Linked DNA regions of Sus scrofa: region 2 is linked to region 1. The links are chromatin contacts, called in public Hi-C maps. All regions are on one chromosome and are shown on one strand. Each heading gives the region's core, a stretch centred on a gene start, on an enhancer-like site or on the middle of the called end of the contact. The rest is flanking DNA. Distances are from core to core; before and after follow the strand shown.

Evidence for each region. Hi-C and Micro-C count contacts between places; a contact is called where the count stands out from the background.
Region 2: a Hi-C map of liver shows a contact between it and region 1, with 17 times the contacts expected there. The contact joins the promoter of CHIC2 here to the promoter of SCFD2 in region 1. A contact is called at or near these places in 1 of 47 Hi-C or Micro-C datasets (liver) and 1 of 2 datasets of contacts at active chromatin or transcription factors (alveolar macrophages).

The regions. Positions count from the first base shown.
Region 1 is chr8:40,144,644-40,147,155 of Sscrofa11.1, reverse strand. It overlaps SCFD2 (sec1 family domain-containing protein 2), which reads left to right and starts at 1,253. Exons shown (of 9, transcript XM_003482381.4): 1 at 1,253-2,245. The coding sequence starts at 1,408.
Region 2 is chr8:40,845,461-40,847,972 of Sscrofa11.1, reverse strand. It overlaps CHIC2 (cysteine-rich hydrophobic domain-containing protein 2), which reads left to right and starts at 1,258. Exons shown (of 6, transcript XM_003128983.4): 1 at 1,258-1,795. The coding sequence starts at 1,677.

The DNA.
Region 1 (2,512 bases), core at 4-2,503:
CTGAATGTATTTATTATATTGATACGATTTGAACATTTCTTCAACAAATATATATTGAATGCCTGTTATTTTCTAGTGTTGGGATTACCAAGCTTCTAGTGCACCACCTGGTAGAAAAGGTATATTCAGAGAACTGGATATGTGAATACTTACACACTTATATGGCAAGTACTTAGCAGAGGTGTAACTTTTCATGGATCAGGTACTATATTTTATTACCCACTGTATTTTGGAGCTTAGCTCAGTGATTACACTTAGTATGTGCTTTGTAAACAGTGGTTGAGTGAACTGAACATATGAAATATTCTGGTTCATGTTGACTTCATTGTGCAGTTAATGTTCTAAACTGGGACTACCTGGAGAGTAATTGAGAAATCATGAAGATTTTTGGTGCTATTATGAAATAACTGAAAAGAAAAAAAAAAAAAAGTGACTGCCTGGAGGTATCCTCTAGGCAACAGGGTCAGGAGAGGCTTTTAAGCAGAAAAACTGTTGGGCCAGTTTAGTTTATTAGGGAAAAAACTGAGTTGGAGGGAGAAGAGACGGAAAACTGGGAAATGTTGGGGAGAGCATTTCTGTTGTACAGCCGAGAAATGTTAGTGAATTAAGGCAGTGACAGCAAGGATGACTAAGGAGGGATGGAGTCTAGATTTTTTAAGTCTATCAAGATTTAGTGCCAATGAGATAGAGGGAAGGAAGATGGAGAAAGTGAAAGCGAAACTGATACGTTAGAAGTTGTGTTCAATAATGGGTGTGGTAGTAATCTATAAACTATAAAACATCCCGCAGCAGTTGGTTGCTTTCATTTTTTTTCTGGCTGCTCTCAATTTAGTTGGGCGAAGAGGTTAAACATTTCTTAAATTTTATTTTGGCTGCACCCGCAGCATAAGAAAGTTCCCTGGGGGCCAGGGATCAACCTGGCGCCGAAATTGGCGCCGCACTTCAGCAACGAAAAATCCTTAACCTGTTGAGCCACAAGAGAACTTCCAAAGTGGCTGTCCTTTTAAAGAGATGTGTTCAGATCCAAGGAAAATATCAAATTTTGAACTAGGTTCTATCATTCTTGAAATTTCTCAAGGGGCAGGGAAAGGCCGTCTGAGCAGAGAGGAAGACGAAAGGAAAACCCCACAGCTATTTCACAGAAAACTCCTTCACAAACAGGGAACTCTAGAGGCACCCCGGAGCCCCGCCTATTTCTCCCAGCACTCCCCATTCTTCCGCGACGGGTTTTTCACTAGCCAATCATGGTCCGTGACGTCATTACTCTGCGCCGACACTGGACGAGTCAGAAGCATCCACACGTGTACTGTGTTGACTGTCAATGTCTCCGGGACTCCAATTCCCGGAAGCTGTGAGTTCTAAGAGAAGTTCCCGCACTTGGTGCCCCGATTCTGCGAATTCCCAACCATGAGCATCCCCGGAGTGCTGTCCTTTACCCAGCAAGCCTGGGAGCAGGTGCTGGCCAAAGTGAAACGGGCCGTAGTCTACCTGGACGCCGCCAGCGCGGAAAGCCTGCACTGGGGCTGCGGGTCCTCGCGACTGTTGGAGGCGGTGGGGAGCCCTGCGTGTTACCTCAGGGAGTTCGAGCCCGCTGCAGTTGGTGGCGGAGCCGATCAGCCCAAGGCGGTGTTTGTACTGAGCTGCCTGCTGAAAGGCCGGACCGTGGAGACCCTACGGGATATCATCTGTCGCAGTCACTTCCAGTATTGTGTGGTGGTCACGGCTGTGAACCATGCAGTCCACCTCACAGCTAATCACGTGCCGGCGGCCGCAGCGGCAGAGCTGGAAGGGCAGCAGCCGGTGTTCGAGCAACTGGAGGAGAAGCTGTGCGAGTGGATGGGCAACATGAACTACACCGCTGAAGTGCTGCACATCCCGTTGTTACTCGCTCCTGTTGCTCCCCACCTTGCCTTGACTCCAGCTTTTGCTTCCCTTTTCCCACTATTACCCCAAGATGTGCATATCCTCAACGGTGCCCGACCGGATAAGAGGAGACTAGGAAGCCTGAGTGAGGTGGATGCCACTGCCCTCACCCCTGAGCTGCTGCTGCAGATCAGGTGCCTAGTGTCAGGCCTCAGTTCCCTGTGTGAGCATTTAGGGGTACGGGAGGAGTGTTTTGCTGTAGGTTCCCTCAGTCGAATTATCGCTGCAGATCTGGCCAATTTTGCTCCCGCCAAGAACAGGAGGAAGACTGCCACAGGCAGGGCATCAGTGGTCTTTGTGGACAGAACTCTGGATCTCACAGGTGAGTGGCATTGCAGTGGAGGGCTTCCTAACCACTTTCCAAAGTGCTGGGACTTTCATTGATTCAGCATATGTTTTATATATGACCTTCTACTATGTGTCCGTTGAGAAGACAAAGAAGCACTAGACGGACTTAGTCCCTGATGTCACAGTCTATTTTCTAGAGGGGGATACAAACAAGCAAATTAGAAATTAAAATCAGTTTGCTTAATGCTGTCATTGGCAAATACATCCTTAACGTGCACTGACTGAATTGTATCTAGTGGAG
Region 2 (2,512 bases), core at 9-2,508, 700 kb before region 1:
AGGGGGGATCCCAGATGCATCTGCAAACTACACGACAGCTTAAGGCAATGCCAGATCCTCAACCCGCTGAGCCAGGCCAGGGATTGAACCCGTGTCCTCATGGATAATAGTCAGGTTTGTTCAACCACTGAGCTAGGATGGGAACTCCTCCTTCCTCTTTTCTTGACTAACTGTGCTCATTTTCTTGAACCATTACCAGTAGGAGGTTTTTGTTGTTTCCCCCTGTCCTAATTGCCCCACTTTGTACTTTCTCAGCTACTGCAATCTGCAATGACCCATCTAAACTGGTGGGAAGTGAACACTACATTTGGTGAACATTATGGCCAGCACTGAGTCAGGTATGACCACCCTTACTAGCTCTCACAGTGTATGCTCCTTATCCTGAACGCTCTCAGGAGCCACTCCTGCCCCTGATCTATTTGTATGCCTGGGCGGCTTATTGATTATGAAGCCAAGTACCCAGCGTGACCCTTACTTAGGCCTTTGTTGGTGGCCTAGACCAATAAGCAGAATCCATTAAACTCTTCCTCTGCTTCCCTTTTTCCTTTCGTTTCCTGGGAGGAGCTTAAGGAAGGGAAAGGTAGGCCCTAAGGTCTTAGGGGATAAGAGGTTATGGTTGATGAAGAAGCTTGGGCAGGAAAATGCATCTTCTAATCCAGAATCCAGAGACATTATCAATTTTGTTTCATGGCATGACTTCGATGAGCTTTCTTGTAAGGAAAAACAAAACAAAACATTAGCATCACTGGCATCACATATTGGACAATTTTTAAGGTGGTGATGGGACAAGGTGTTTGAATTTGGACAGTTTTGAAAAATCTTGTATTATAGTGGACAAAAATATTTGCAGTCTGTGTGTTGGGTTCCTCAAATTGGAAAAGTAAAGACTCTGGTACTCATCACAGACTAAAAAATACTGACGAAAAGTGAGATTTGATTTTTAGATAAACTGGCAACCGCATGCACAATAAATTCTCTATTCCGGCCAGGGTTTTTATTCTTAGTTGTTCTGGTTAGAGAGTACTTTAGGGAACTAAGGGCCCCTCTGGACACTCAGCTCTCTTTCTGAGTCACGGTCAATGGCACCAGCCCTTAGGCACAGTCCTCTAGCCGGTCGGCGACCCCTCTTCTGGAGGGCGGGGCCGCGTCGGGGGGCGGGGGGAGCGCGAGCCCAAGACACCCTCGTTGGGTGGAAGTGGGGGAAGGCGACCTTTGGGAGCGCGCGAGGCCTCACGTGCGCGCTCCCGCGCCGCCTGCCTGCGCGCTCGCGCGCCCACGCGTCCGCCCGCCCGCCCGCACTCCCGGGAAGTCTCGCGATGTCGTAGCCGGGTGCTCCCGCTGCGGGTGGCTCTGGCTGTTGCTGTGGTTGCCTGAGTTGCTGCTGCGGCGGCGGCGGCGGCGGCGGCGGCGGCGGCGGCGGTACTGGTGGAGGTGTCGGCCCTTGGGCGGATGTTGACATTGTGTTGTTGTTGTTGCTGACGGTAATGGCGGCGGCGGCGGCGACGGCCGGGACCCCATCTCCTCTGTAGCCGAAGCCAAGACAATCCAGAGCGAACTCCGCGGCCTCGGAGCCCGCGGCAGCGACTCCGCTCAGCCTCGGCTGCCTCGCCAGCCCGTATCCCGGCCGCAGCCCCTGGAGTCAGGCCCCTTCGGGCGGGGGGCCGCGGAGGCTCAGGATGGCGGATTTCGACGAGATCTACGAGGAGGAAGAAGACGAGGAGCGGGCCCTGGAGGAGCAGCTGCTCAAGTACTCGCCGGACCCGGTGGTGGTCCGCGGCTCCGGTCACGTCACCGTGTAAGGCCCGGAGGAGGGCGAGGGCGAGGGCGGGAGGTGCAGGGCTGGGGCGGCCCCCGTGCTCCGTGGGGGCTCTTTCTCCCTGGGGTCTGTCTGGTGTCGGAGGCCTGCGGGAGGAGTAGGCGAGCAGGAAGTGAGAACTTGCTTTATTTTCATTTGTTGCGGTCTCCAGAGTGGAGCCAGACACTGCCCTGCCTCCCCCCGCTGCCTTCTTAGCAGGCCCTACGGGCCTGGGCGCTGTGTCGGATCCCAGGAGGGAAGGTTATTCCTTAGGGTCTGCCCTTCCGGCCACCCTTTCGGCCTCGGGGTGGAAATCCACGTATTTCTGAGGCGCCTCCCCCTTGTTTTCTCATCCTGTTACCCTGTGGCTCTCTGTCTCCTCGTCTGTGCGGTTGAGCATAGTGACATATGGCTCAGAGGCCGGATCTGGGCCAGGTGAGACCCGAGTGACAGTGTGGGTCATGAGTAGTTCGTTGTCCCTATGTTTGTATTTCACACACACCCACAGGTCTTCCCAGTCTCTTGCAGAGTCAGTTTCTGCGGATCGAATGCAAGTTCCTGTAATTGTATATGATAAAAAAATGTATAGATGAGCATATATTTTTAAGATGCAGAATGATTAGGTTTACAGATAATTTTTTAAAAAACTACGTGATGGGCACACAATGCCCAGTGAGGGTTTCTGTTATCTAAGTCCTTCTTTTGGGCAAGAGCTCC